Regions from separate parts of the Mus musculus genome. Here regions 1, 2, 3 and 4 are each linked to region 5. Evidence: chromatin contacts called from public HiChIP or PLAC-seq data. All regions are on one chromosome and are shown on one strand. The core of a region is the stretch at or near the end of the contact, and the rest is flanking DNA. Distances in the headings are between cores, read along the strand shown. Region 1 holds the start of D830035M03Rik (RIKEN cDNA D830035M03 gene). Region 2 overlaps Gm39458 (a long non-coding RNA gene). Region 3 has its middle 7.9 kb from the start of Gm34323. Region 4 has its middle 74 kb from the start of Gm39459. Region 5 has its middle 37 kb from the start of Gm34655.

Region 1 (2,700 bases), core at 126-2,625, 820 kb after region 5:
AAGGAGAAAAACCTAAGCAGGCTCTGTATGCCGATATCTGAGCTTAAAAGTAGAGACCACCACTGTGGAAGCCACCAGCAAATGAGACAGAAAACATTTACGAAACCCTAATTTCATACAGCCTTCATACAGCCGCCACAAGAACATGCGTCACCGCCACTATTTTTCGACTACAACATTCAAAAACACCCACCCCAATTAGTTAACATAGTAACTGAGCCTTATAAAACACATATAAACATATACATGCAACCTCACGAGGTGTAATTTACAAAATGATTGCAAGCAGAGACAACAGGGCCACTTCCAAGTCAAATCAGAGGCCTCTCTCCTAAGTGTTTCAAACAGACGCCTCTGGGGGCTGCTTAAAACCAGCTGGGTCCAGCCCCACCCCAGCTCCGGTCAGTGACAGGTCTCTCTGGCACCCCCCCCCCCTCCAGTCCTGGCCGACTGAGTCGCAGATCCTCTAAGCCCTTAACTTCCCTTCCCTCCCAGCAAGGACTGAGCAAGGCCACCCCCCGCCCCCCATGCCCCAACACACACACACACACACACACACACACACACACACACACACACACTTGTGAGTCGTCTGAGAGTCACAGGTCTCGCAGTCACCCTAAAGCTGTCAGGTTCTCCAGCTTCTGGGCCCCACCCCTCCAGTCTCCTTGCAAAGCCCTGGCCAGCCCCGAGGCCACAAGAGAGATAACACCAGAGACTCCCAGCGTCTTGTCACTGTCAGGTTCCCTGCAAGCCCCTAGTCCTAGTCTCTGCAGCCCTGGCAAGTACTGTAGCTCCCTTACGGGTCTCTGAAGCCCCCGGCCTTTCTGTCAGTCCCCCCAGCCTCTGGCGGGTCCCCCTGCAGCCCTGGCGTGTCCCCCGACCGTCCTGTGAGTCCCCGAGACCCTTGTCTTCCTGCCAGTGTCAAGTTCCCCAAGCGCCTGCCGGTCGGGCCCTCGCCTCTACGGAGTCGCAGGCCCACTTAAGGCCGTGTCCGAGGCCCGGAGAGGGGCATCCCCCGGGCTAGGGTCGCGGGGAGCCCCCCGTCGCCATCTTCTGGGCGCCGAGACAAAGCCCAGAGGGACGCGGGCGGCGGCCGGCCACTGGCCCTTACCGAAAGATTGGAGGTTCTGGATAGTGGACATGCGACACTAGTGTGAGGCCGGTGAGAGGATAGAATTCCCGCGGGGCCCGCCCGGATCACCGTGTCAGGAGGCTGCAGCGGCGAGAAACGGAAATCAATGAAGCGGCGGAAGCCCGGGGCGCAGGAAGACGCGGAGGCGGCGGTGGGGCGCGAGCAGGGAGGCGGCGCTGCGGCTTCTCGCACAAAATGGCCGGCGCCGCGTATTTAGCCCCGCGCGCCGCCGCCACGTGACCGTCCGCACGCACCGCGCGTCCGCCCCGGAGCGCCGAGCCGGGGGCCAGCGAGGAGCGGGCGGGAGCCCACTGCGGGCAGCCGCGGTCCGTCCCGCCCGAGGCGCCGGGCGGAGGCGCTTCCGGGTGCAACGGCGAGAAACGTGCCCCCGGGGGTCTGGACTTGCAACCAGCGGGGACCGCGCTCTGCGCCTCCGCCGCCCTCCCCAGCCCCCAGGGTTCCCGAGACCCCTGAGTTCCTTGCAGAACCCTTGTGGGTGCCACCTGGGAATTCTCCCTTCCTCCAAGCCCCGGGATTCCGATGCTGCAGTCTCTACTAAGCTTAACCTGTTTGTCTCAGGTGTCACGACCTAGCCTCTAGCAGAGTCAGGTGTGCGTGGAGAGAACGCGCTACCATCCCGCCCGAGCTCTCCTCTGCGGAGCCTCCTAAGGTCGGATGCAAGTCCCGTGCAGGATGGGTGTCTGGTGGTTGCTAGGTGAGTGTGAGCGAGCAGATGAAGTAACTGTAAAGAGTAACCGTGCACAACCATCAGTGGACAGTGGAGAACCGTCTTAACCTATGTAAACCACCTATGCAGGTGGTTGGCTTTCTAGACCAAAGCAGTAGACTAAAAATTTGGAATTCTTAACCTTTTTGTAGGTCAAACCTGTTGCCTTCGTGTTGAAATAGTATTGGAGGCCTGATGCAAGACATTAGAAGCCATAGATAGCATACATACTATGTTTCTGTCTAGCAATCCATTCAACAAGATGTAGCAGTAGGTCCAATCGCTACTACAATTTCCTTTTTAAAAAGATTTTATTTTTATGTGGTTGGGTGTATGTACCATAGAGGCCAGAAGAGGGTGTCATATCCCCTGGAACTGGAATAACAGCTGGTTATGAGACCATGGGAACAGAACCCAGGTCTTGTGTAAGAGCAGCAACTCCTGGGAAGTCTCTCGAAGTCCATTACTGTAGTTTAAAAAAGGAAATGAATATCTGGAGTGTAGTGCTCATGTTTCAGTGACTTCTATTGTACAAAGTGGCCGCTCCTAATGTTTCTATGCATGGCCTGTTGCTTTAGGGTTGTAAAAATGAATACACTTGTATGCCCCTACATCCACCAGTCAGGTTTCAGGCACACTACTTACTCAGTTTTATTCTTATACCATGGTTTGAAAAACTCTAGCTTACGAATATTTGAATTAATAGTCTTGAGCATCTTCCACCTTCATGTAGGTCCTGGAGCAGGAACTCAGGTTGTCAGGCCATCAGCAAGCCTGAGCCACCTCACCAGTCCTTGAGAAGTTTTTAATAAATTATATAAATTTTCTGCCTGAAATA
Region 2 (2,700 bases), core at 50-2,549, 630 kb after region 5:
GCCTTTCCCCCTGCGTGGCATCTTCAACCACCACTCACGGTTCACAGCCCCTAGACTCTATCTATTGTACTGGGCAAGTCAGGAGGCTGGAGTGAGCGAGGTAAGCCCAGTATCTCAGTGAGCATCTGCACTGTAGTCTGCCTTTACATCTTTATGGATTAGCCCTGGGGCCTTGTATGGTGGTTTTATTTAAACAGTTCCATAGACAAATAATTTACATACCATAAAATTGATCTGTTTAAAGTACACACTTCCGGTTTTACACTCACAGCGTTGTGTCCATCGCCATAATCTAATTTCTTTTCTTTTTTTTTTTTTTTTTTTTTTTTTTTTGAGACAGGGTTTCTCTGTGTAGCCCTGGCTGTCCTGTAACTCACTTTGTAGACCAGGCTGGCCTCGAACTCAGAAATCTGCCTACCTCTGCCTCCCGAGTGCTGGGATTAAAGGCATGCGCCACCATGTCCAGCTGCCATAATCTAATTTTAGAGCACTTTTATCATCTCAGAAGAAAAGCAAGGTCTGAGGGATGGAGCCTTGGTAAGAGTGCTTACTGTTCTCTCAAAGGGCCAGAGTTCAGCTCTGCTCAGAGCTCTTGGGTCAGGTGGCTCACAGTTGCCTCGGCCCCTGCTTTTCTTCTGTGTTACAGATATACTGCTTGTCATTAATAAGTAGTACGTGTTATAGCTATACTGCTTGTCATTCGTCAGTTTGTGGGCACCTGTACTGTCTGTCAAGAATAATTGTTGAGATCATCTCTTGTGCACCGTGTAAAAGCATCACCTACCCATGAAGAGCTAAAAGGCCTACAGCGAGGGAGTAGAGAAGTGGCAGGACTTCCAGGAAGAGACAGGAATTCTGGCAGAGTCGGGTCTTAGGGATTCGTCACCTAGACGGAGGAAAGTGGACATATGAAATTGAGGCGGGGTAACCAGCCACATGGCAGACATAGAATAGTTACTTGAGTTATTAGTTAGTTGGGGAATGAGCCTAACTGAAGGCCTAAGCGTTAATTCATAACTAAATAAACCTCTGCATCTTTATTCAGGACCTGGGACTGACCTAGAAAAGCACAGATGTTGACAGATAACGCTGAGTTCTGCAGTTGGACTTTTTTTTTTTTTTTAATGTGGACTCACTTTTCTTTGTCTTGTGTGTATACCAGGAGTGGAACTTCCTATCAGAGGGCAACATTGTATTTAACCTTTTAAGGCAAAGAGGGGTTGAGTTACAGTGCCCTCCCCACAGCCTTGAGCAGGCTGGTTCAGACCAGGTTTGCCGCGTAGCTAGCTCGTGGAGGGTGGAGTCTTCCGAACTAGGTAAAGTCTTTTGTCTGCCACATCTGCAGCTTCCTGCTAGAAGCTACCTTCTGAGCAGCTGACAGATCCTGACCGTGTGACCTGGAAATCCTGGCATGGTGGGGGATGGGTCGTCCGCCCTCCGCCCTCCCCCCCCCTCCCCTTTATAAGCTCAGACTCATAAGGAGAAGACCTTGGGCCTTGATCAGAGAACTTTGACTTGGCCTGTTATTTCTCTCGATGCCTTTCCCATCCAACCCCATCTTTCCTTTCAGGAACCCAGTAACCGTGGCAGCTGGCAGCTGGCAGCTACAGAGTTATCCAGCAGGTTTTAACTTTGTTCCTTCCAGCCAGCACTGAAAGCTCCTTCTACTTCTGCAAAGTCCTTGCGCATGCACCTTTGTTGTTACTTCGGGTTTGTTTCCCTTTGCAGCTGCCCCAGTGCCTTTTCATTTCCTGGACTAACAATGAGGACTAACGTCTTCCCACGTCTGCTTTGTTACAGCAATATCTATCAAGGTCTGTCTGTTGTTGTTGCTGCTACTGTGCCCTTTTGATTTTTGTCTTTGTTTTGAGACATGCTCTCATTATGGAGCCCCGGCTGGTCTCAGACTTACTGTGTCCTCTAGGTTGGCCTCACATTCTGATTCCTCCTTCCTTAGTCTCCCAAGTGCTGAGATTACTGGCGTGAGCCACCGTACCCAGCTTCCTTGACCATTTTTAAGTTGGCTTGTCTTTTATTATTAAACCATAAGAACTCTTTTTATATGATATTTACATACAATGAGTGATGTTTAAAGATTTTTTTTCCTCATTTTACATTCCCTTATTTGTTTGTTTGTCTTTATGAATGAGGCAGGTTCTGACTCTGTAACTCTGGCTTTCCTGTGGCTAATAATGAAGACAAGGCTGGCCTTGAATTCTGCCTCCTGGGATTAGATGTTTGTGCCACCATGCCTGGTTCTTGTTTTTACTTTCTTACTGATATTCTTTGAAAAACAGTTTATTTATTTTTAGACAGAGCCTCATTATATAGCCCTGGCTAGCTTATATTTCACTATAACACACAGAAAAAAAATGTAAATACTATATAACTAGCAGGGTGTGGTGATGCGCATGGTTAATCTCAGCAATCATGAGGCAGAGGCAGATAGATCTCAGTGAGTTAAAGGCCAGCCTGGTCTACACAGAGAGTTCTGGCACAGCCAGGCCTATAGAGTGAGACCCTCTCTAAAAAATAGCCAAGCAAATAAATAAATAAATAAATAAATAAATATCATAAAATATTATAGAACTCTGGGTCAAAGAGAAAAATCCAAATTTCAGTTAGGAAAATAAATAATTATATAATATAATTTTTGTGGAATGGGCCCCAAAGCTTTTAAAACCAAATAAGACATCGGTA
Region 3 (2,700 bases), core at 144-2,643, 720 kb after region 5:
ACACACACACACACACACACACCATTTTCTTAAACTAAAAACATAAATAAAATAGATAAGTAAAAACTGTGAATACTGAGTGAGCCACGCACTGAGCCTCTATCACACATCCATGTCTGACTTCGTCCTGACTGGCATCTTCTTAATCAACACAAGACACAAAGTCTCAAGTCTTAGGTTGGGAGGCTGAAGGACTGATTGTTCAGATGTTGGAGCTGGAGAAAGGGGGTGAAAAAAAAGCTGAGGGGAAGTGGGCAGCCCCCCACTGGGCTCTACCCTGTGATAACTGCATTTGAATGAGCGGGGGCGGATCCTGAGGGTTATAATTGGCTCTCACTTTGGGATTCTGTTGATTACTTAGGAAAATGTGCTGGGGCTTATTTCACTTTCCGATCTTGTACCACTTTAATGAAAATTTATTACCAGCAGCTTCCTGAACCGGAAAGGAAGAAATTGAAAATACACATCTGTGTATAAGTAAACAGACGTGTGGAATGAATGCATTCTTTTTAGATGAGATGCCTGACTTCTGCTTATGAAAAATGAATAAGGGGCCTTCGGCTTCACACATGAAAGGAAGCACCAGGAGAGACAGTGAGTAACGAAGACGTAGTGTTAAGGGTGTGTTTGGGATAACCATGGGCAGTGTACAAAGCATTAAGTTTAAAATCAAAAGATCTGGAGCCAAGAGATAGCTCAGCAGGCTAAAGCCTTCGATGTGAGAATCTAAATTCAATCCTTACCACCCCCCACCCTCCCACCCCCACACACACCCAAAGCAAGCCAGGCGTGGTGGTGCACACCTTTAATCCCAACACTCAGGAGGAAGGGGCAGATGGATCTCTGTTCCAGGTCAGCCTGGTCTACAAAGTAAGTTCCAGGACAGCCAGGGCTACATGGAGAACCGCTGCCTCAGTGGGGATATGGGGATTGGGGGGAATTTAAGCCAGGTGTGTTAGCATACATCTGTAAGTCAAGCATGCCTCCTTGGTGAGATAGAAGGCAGAGACTGGAGAATCACCCAAAAGCTCACTGGACTGCTAGCTTACAGTATACAAGTCAGCAGCAGAAGCCACTGCCTACAACTCAACTCTGTAACTCTGGCTCCAGGGATCAGTGCCCTGCACGAACGCATGCCTGTGTCTACACACACACACACACACACACACACACACACACACACACACATGAATAGAAAGCATGCATGTGTGTGCACACATTCACAGAAAGCATGCATATGTGTGTGCACACATTCATAGAAAGTATGCACATGTGTGTGCACACATGCACACATGATTTAAGAAACGAATCCTAAGAGAATGGAATCTGTGCCCTTCTAGTTTATTCCTCAGCAGCATGTGCAACCGACTGCGTGAGTCAGCAAAGAAGACTCTGAATGACTCCCCTGCCAGCATCGCACTTCCGCCCTGTCCTCTACCCCCCTTTTGTATTTCACATATAATACTATGTTGACATGTTGATTGTTCTGTGAATTTCCCTCAAGACAGGAATCCTGCCTTTTCATCTATATTTCTCAAATTACAAGGGTAACAAGGACACACAATTAAACCAACAAACAAGACGTAATTCTCTTGGAAGCAAAACAAAACTCTGAACAGGTTGTACAACTGGTTCAAACAGGTTTATCCCTCATTAGTCATCAAGTGAATGCAAATTAAAAACCACAGTGAGATACAGTTCCAGCCATCAGAAAAGAAAGTCAAAAAGCCCTGGGAACAATGTAGCTGCTCTGCTGGATCTGAGGCCTCTGCACAGGAGGGGGCCCAGGCCTGGTGTTGTGGCCTGGTCAACGGTCAGAGACTCCAGGGTGTCACAAGCCATGGAGGGGAACCGCCTGCTGTTGTTTTACTAAGCTACATGGCCTTCTAAACGCTTGTTTTATACTCTAGATGGGTGCTGCCTCTGCCTTGGCCAGAAGCAGCTTCGATGTGCTGTGCTGAGCACTTAATGCGGAGACTCACAGCTGCCCATGTGCTGAGAGTAAGCGAGTGTTGAGGGCTAGCCCTACATGGGACTTTCTGCCAATGGCTGGCTGTAGGAGGAGGCACAAAGAGTGTAGGAGCTGCCTGGTGTGATGGCAAATCTCTGTTTCAGGCCAGTCTTCTATACAGCAAGTTCTTGGCCAGGCAGGCTACACAGTGATAGCCTGTCTCAAAATAAAATAAAATTGAAGAAGATAAAATAAAAAAAGAATGTAAGAGCTGGAGGATGGGGAGGAGGAATGGGAGGAGGGATGGGAGGAGGGATGGGAGGAAAGATGGGAGGAGGGTTGTCCTCTGGACTTGACACTACACCCATGAACACACTACAGCTGTGGCTATTGACCAAGAGCAAGCCAAGGGGATCAGTGGACACTCCACTGGGCAGCACCAGTTAGCCTCAGTGGAGACAGAGAGAGAAGAGAGACAGACAGACAGACACAGAGAGAGGAGGTTGGAAGAAAAAGTGGGAGGTAGTGAATTGGAGTGTCCAGGGGAGGGAAGAATGGAGAGGATGGTTAGGGGTGTATATGACCAATATACATTGTTTACATGTGTGTAGTTATTGAAAAATAAGTAAAAGGTATTCTATTAAAAAAAAAAAAAAGATCAGAGATGCAGGCTGATGGACCAGGGCAACCTTCACACCCCCAGATGGAATGTGAGAATGTCACTGAGCACGTGGAAAAGTATACTCACC
Region 4 (2,700 bases), core at 26-2,525, 550 kb after region 5:
TATTAGATATCACTGTAACATGTGGCATTAAAATTTTAAGTATCCAATGATGTCATCGTAAATGCCATCATTTTTTAATGACAAACTTCCATCTGTCTTGTTGCCTTGTATAATCATCTATAAACAGCCTCAGTTTAAATTAAATATTTAAGAAAAATGTGGCTCAGTAGCCTATCATGGCAGTTCTTACTCATGAAACAGTAATAACCACTCCTAAAATCAGACATTTTTGTTTTTAAGTAAAATCTAGATTAAAATGTACATAATACTGAAAAATAAAATCCTAAGAACTTATTTCAATAAATCTTGTTGTTTAAATTTTACTGTGAATGACACCAGGTTGTGTGTTCGTTGTCCTTGCGAAATCAGATCCCACTCTGTGTTTTCAAAACACAGGTGCATGTTCCTAACAATGTGCTATTTGTGTATTTTGAGTTTTAGTGACGATCAGTTATAAAATACAATTCCCCAAACAGCAGATGAGGTAGATGATCACCTGGTTTCCCAGGACTCTGGGAACCACGAACCTGAATAAACCCTTCCACCACTGGCTAATTGTTGGCGACTTGTATATCATCCCCTGTAAAAGTAACTACGATACATAACTCAGCCGTCTGAGTTTCTTCTCTGCTGCTCTGATTTAAAAAAAAAAAAAAAAGAAGAAGTAGAAGAAGCCTGGCGTGGTGGCGCACGCCTTTAATCCCAGTACTCGGGAGGCAGAGGCAGGCGGATTTCTGAGTTCGAGGCCAGCCTGGTCTACAAAGTGAGTTCCAGGACAGCCAGGGCTATACAGAGAAACCCTGTCTCGAAAAAACAAACAAACAAACAAACAAACAAACAAACAAAAAGCCTCTTGGGAGGAAGGGGTTTATTTGCCTTACAACTTCCATCATCCAGGGAAGCCAAGGCAGGAAGCCGGAAGCAGGAACTGAAGCAGAAGCTGCGAGGGAACAGACTAGGGATTGTTCCACCCATGGTGGGCTAGGCCCACCTACACCAACTAGTGACCAAGAAAATGCCAAACAGACGTGTTCACAGGTCAAGCTGATAGAGGCACTTCCTCAATAGAGATTCCTTCACCCCAGAAGTGTCTAGGTTTGTGTCAAGCTGACAAAAGCAAACTACCTATTCATGCTCACACACCTAGAAAGTGGCTCAGACAGGACGTGACCGAATGACCAGATTGCAAGGACCCTGACCTTAACTGCATGTGTCCCCCTGCTTTTTCCTTGGGGAAGAGAATCTTGCCTGGCTGCTGTGTGTGGTAGGAGTGCTTTCTCATTATTCTTCCTCTTTGGCTGGGAGCCTAGGGTGGGGGCAGGGTGCAGAAACCCCACCCAGAGGCCTGTCACCCAGTGAAGGTGATCTGTCTGTTCTCCTGTCCCTTTTATTGTCTGGGACTCCACACTAAGCAGCAGCTGTGCCTATTCCTCCCTACCCTGGAGGCAGCCTTCCTTTTGTCATCTAAATCCCTCCTAAACAAGTTCCCCTGGTGTGCGGCCTTGAGCAGCTGTCTCTCCTGGGCTGGCCAGCAGGAAGTGTGCCCACAGTGCTGAGCGACAAACACTTTGGAACTGAGCACATGGGGCTATGTCTCAGCCCCACTTTCTGGGCTGGGCACCAACGCAGACTGCCATCGCCTGTTGCCTCCGCAGCAGAAATCCTCTGGTTCCATCCAAGCTGATTTATCCTGTAAGCTGTCTGCCAGTCTCTCTGTGTTTGCAAAAAACCTTCCCTTCATTTCAAGTACACAATAGGTGGTATCCATCAATGAGGCAGAGGTAGATTAAATGTGTAGCTTTGGATACCATCTTTTTCCTGAACGGAAAAGATATGGTCCATGCTACTTGGGGGACTTCCAGAATATTGCTCTGAGGCCTCATCAAAATGAATAAAACCAAATCCAATTGCTTTTTCCACAGACATAGGCGTGGAGAGAATTTAATTGACCACCATTTTCAAAATGGTGGATCTAAACAAAATGGTTGCATCAAGGCCGAATATGGTGACCTCCAGTAAGAGCCAGATTTTCATGATGTTTTATGAAGTGACAGAGATACATTTGGGGATGAGGCAGAGATTCAAAAGTAACATTCTCACCCAAGTTCATGTGCTGGAGGGTCACAAAACTAGAATTTAAACCAAGGTTCACATGATCCCAAAATCCATGCTGTTTCTACCACACAGGAAAGACCTTTTCCTGGGGACCAGGGAGATGGCATCGTCACTGAGCAAGCATGATTACCTGGGTTCTTAGATCCCATATAGCCTAGGGAACATATACCTGGAAGCTTAGCATTATGGAGAACAGGTTGGGAGGGCAGAGACAGAGGGTTCCTGGAGCTCTCTGGCTTGCCAGTCTAACTGAAAAGGCAATCTCAGGTTCGGAGAGAGACCCTGTTTCATGTTGTTACCTGTCCAAGGCCTGCACAAGATCAAGCCAGTTAAACTTCTGCATGGAGTCAGAAGGCAAGGCCCCTGAGGGGCTATAGGCAGTTGGTGTCTGCAGTAACAGGAAGGGTCACTGCTTTTTAACTGTTGGCTACTAGTGGATAGCCCCCAGCCATGCACGGGTGCACACCACTGAGTAGACTCAGTGGATCAGTAAAAAAACAAAAAGATAACTTGAAACTGGAAAGGAGGTACAGTAGGCTGTTGGGCTGTGAGGAGCTGATAGGAGATAATAGGAGGCAGATACAA
Region 5 (2,700 bases), core at 92-2,591:
GTGTGTGTGTGTGTGTATGATGTGTATGTGTGGGATCTGTGTGTGAATGTATGTGGTATGAGTGTGTGTGTAATGTGTATTTATGTGTGGTATGTATATGTGATATGCATATAATCATATGTGTGAGTGTGGGTGGTATGCGTGTGTGTGACGTGTATGTGTTGTAGGTCCTATGGGGGAGCAGCCAGTGCTCTGAATTGTTGAGCCATTTCTCTGGTCCAGCTCACGGATGTTAAGAAGAGGAGGAGCAACTTCAAGCAGAAGCCTTATAATCTATGATCCAGACACAGGAAAGTTAGGAAAGGCAAAGACTCGGTCCCCAAATGAAAAGGAACGGACCACAGAATTCAGTTGCTGGGCTCAGTATTTGTTCATCTCACCACATAGTCAGGTCTGGGGCTTCCTCCTAACCCCAAATCTTTGATTTTTATTTTAACAATTCAACAATAATTTTAAATCCATAAGTATTTTTCTAAGCAGATATACTGACTTGTCTTTGAAATTCTCCTTTAAAATTGTCTTCGGGCAGCTGTGACCACAATTAGTCAGAAACGCCCCTCATTTGTACACAGACCACTTCCTTATGTTGTGTGTATAATCAGGAAGTTCTGCTACAGTTACAAACTTAAACCGATCAAGACTCCTGCACTTTGAAATAAATGTTAGGGAGCGTCCACGGAGAGGCCACGCCCGGGATATGTTGCCTCAAAGCCTCCGACAGTGAGAACAGTGTAACAGCGAGTCTGTCCTGTGGAGGCTGTGATTGGACCCAGGACAGCAGCAGAAAATATGACCAGCTGGCTAATGTCACACAAGCTTGTCCCCTCTGCCCCAGGCTTACTTCTCAGCCTGCTGCCACACTCTGAGGACAGGAAGATACCAACCTGCAATTCAAACCAGGCTCCTGTAACTTAACAGCTCTCACCCAGGGTGACCCCCAGACCTCCCAGCACACCTGACACTATCTAAGCAAGGCTGAGGTTCACAGTTGATCAGGACGGACAGGCTTTGTGTCCCGCAGCGACCAAGTTTCACACGGAAGTGGGAGGGATGGGGAAGAAGGACAGACAGAAAGAGAACTTGGAAAATAGGGTCGAGAGAGAGGGAGAGGTGGAGAAGGACAGGGAAGAGAAAACAGAGAAAAGTAACGGAGAGAAAGACAGGAAAAATAAAAAGACGGAAAAGGGAAAACTCTGTGGTTAAAAAAAAAAGGCACTGTTGCCTGGGCAAACTATCTACCAGAGTGAACCCCGACTTTTCCACACCCTGTATTATACCATTTGCGGGAAGTGAGCTTGGCTGGAACCGCGCCTAAGAACATCTGTCCACGACTGGAAACCGCCCTAAGAATAGCGCAGCTGGTGTCCCAGGACTAATGAGCTCACCCCCACGTGACCACGTCTGCCTCCTTCCTCTGCCGCCCCTCCTCCAGGGAGGTGGGAAAGTCCAGCCCTCCCCCACACTTAGTCTTTATTTCCCTCGGGGCCTTCTTTCTTCCTTCCAGAAGCCACTCCTGCCGCTTTCCTGAGCTGAGACGCTCAGACCCAACAATTCCCCTGAATAGACACGGCCTTAGCATGAAAGGCAAGTGTGGGGAGAAAGGTGGGCCCATCGCTTCAGGGCTCGATGCCATCTAGAGGGTTACGATATGCTGGCGAATGGATCAATTCCTTGAAATAGCCAACTTCTCAAAGTAACAGCCACATGGTATATCCAAATAGCTGTGTGCACGTCTACAAGTAAGGATGAAAGTGCTGAGACTGGAGAGTGCTCAACGAGTACAGTGCTTCACAAACACGATGACCTGAGTCTGAGTCCCAGCACCCACAGGGACAGTGTTGGCATTTTGTCTAGGCTCCGCCCCACAGTTGCCTGGCAACAGCTTGGTGTGCCTGATTCACTATAAAAGGGGCTGCTTGCTTGCCCCCCTCCTCACTCTCTTGCTCTCTTCTCCTCTTGCTCTTCCCCCTCTCACCCCATTCCCTCCCCCCCCCCTCCACGCGCTCATGGTCGGCCTCTACTCCCCCCCCACCTTTCTCTGTCTTTACTACCCCATCAACTCCCCTCCCCATGCCCTACATAAACTATGCGGTAGTGTGGATGGTACCTTGGGGCAGGAGTGGGGGTGGGAGGTGGACTGGGGGGAGGAGCAAGAAAGTAATGCCTCAGCATGGGCCCTCAGAGGCACCCCCTTCCCCCACATTATACCACGACTCCACCAAACATATCCCTGCCTTCTTTTCCTTTTATAAAGCACAACAGGATATCCCAGGTCTAATGAAAGACCCTGTCTCAAAAAATAAAGCAGAAACCCCTTGAGATAGCTCAGCCAGTAAAGGCATTTGCCCAGCCTGATGACCTGAGTTTGATTCCTGGGACCCACATGATAAAAGGCAAGGGCCCCCGTGATGAGCACACATGCACATGAGTGAGTGAATTAATGAATGAATAAATGAATGAGGTAGAGACTGAGAAAGGCATTGATACAGGCTTGTTTTTTTCTGCCAGTTAAAGTTAATCTGCCTAGACATCAGCCCCTAACTGCCACAGACAGACACACACACACTCAAGAGTATGTACACACAACTTAAAGAACAAAGAAAGGACAGAGGGAAGGAGGCAATTCCTAACTGATTAGGAAAGGGCAGAAAGTCCTGTGGCATAGTGAACAGCCCCTCCAGGAGCCCCTGTGACTGGGTC

The links. HiChIP or PLAC-seq counts read pairs in DNA pulled down with a chosen protein or histone mark.
Region 1: a contact with region 5 is called in an H3K4me3 HiChIP or PLAC-seq map of embryonic forebrain, with 5 times the contacts expected there. The contact joins the promoter of D830035M03Rik here to the enhancer-like site in region 5. A contact is called at or near these places in 2 of 39 promoter capture datasets (cranial neural crest and pre-B cells), 5 of 115 datasets of contacts at active chromatin or transcription factors (embryonic brain, embryonic forebrain, extraembryonic endoderm stem cells and 2 more) and 1 of 9 other capture datasets (liver).
Region 2: an H3K27ac HiChIP or PLAC-seq map of embryonic stem cells shows a contact between it and region 5, with 7 read pairs. The contact joins two enhancer-like sites.
Region 3: a FOXA1 HiChIP or PLAC-seq map of pancreatic cancer cells shows a contact between it and region 5. The contact joins two enhancer-like sites. A contact is called at or near these places in 9 of 115 datasets of contacts at active chromatin or transcription factors (the NIH/3T3 cell line, cardiomyocytes, embryonic limb bud and 6 more).
Region 4: a contact with region 5 is called in an H3K27ac HiChIP or PLAC-seq map of embryonic stem cells, with 5 read pairs. The contact joins two enhancer-like sites. A contact is called at or near these places in 2 of 115 datasets of contacts at active chromatin or transcription factors (embryonic stem cells and pancreatic cancer cells).

Annotation. Positions count from the first base shown.
Region 1 is chr9:120,491,256-120,493,955 of GRCm38.p6, reverse strand. It overlaps D830035M03Rik (RIKEN cDNA D830035M03 gene), which reads left to right and starts at 1,375. Exons shown (of 2, transcript NR_166642.1): 1 at 1,375-1,850. It overlaps Eif1b (eukaryotic translation initiation factor 1B), which reads right to left and starts at 1,350. Exons shown (of 4, transcript NM_026892.3): 1 at 1,115-1,350. The coding sequence starts at 1,145.
Region 2 is chr9:120,678,635-120,681,334 of GRCm38.p6, reverse strand. Gm39458 (a long non-coding RNA gene) reads right to left here. Exons shown (of 3, transcript XR_871370.1): 2 at 785-886. Among named protein-coding and RNA genes, the nearest start is that of Gm39458, 4.5 kb to the right of the region's middle. Within about 2 kb of position 1,299, at least 45 of the 459 cell types and tissues checked have an H3K27ac peak or open chromatin away from gene starts, as enhancers often do. A contact at or near this core is called in embryonic stem cells, where this site is marked.
Region 3 is chr9:120,592,599-120,595,298 of GRCm38.p6, reverse strand. No RefSeq gene overlaps it. Among named protein-coding and RNA genes, the nearest start is that of Gm34323, 7.9 kb to the left of the region's middle. Within about 2 kb of position 1,393, at least 53 of the 459 cell types and tissues checked have an H3K27ac peak or open chromatin away from gene starts, as enhancers often do. A contact at or near this core is called in the NIH/3T3 cell line, embryonic stem cells and pancreatic cancer cells, where this site is marked.
Region 4 is chr9:120,758,731-120,761,430 of GRCm38.p6, reverse strand. No RefSeq gene overlaps it. Among named protein-coding and RNA genes, the nearest start is that of Gm39459, 74 kb to the left of the region's middle. Within about 2 kb of position 1,275, at least 66 of the 459 cell types and tissues checked have an H3K27ac peak or open chromatin away from gene starts, as enhancers often do. A contact at or near this core is called in embryonic stem cells, where this site is marked.
Region 5 is chr9:121,312,937-121,315,636 of GRCm38.p6, reverse strand. It overlaps a transcript of Trak1 not described here. Among named protein-coding and RNA genes, the nearest start is that of Gm34655, 37 kb to the right of the region's middle. RefSeq lists an enhancer at 690-2,700. Within about 2 kb of position 1,341, at least 370 of the 459 cell types and tissues checked have an H3K27ac peak or open chromatin away from gene starts, as enhancers often do. A contact at or near this core is called in the NIH/3T3 cell line, embryonic brain, embryonic forebrain and 6 more, where this site is marked.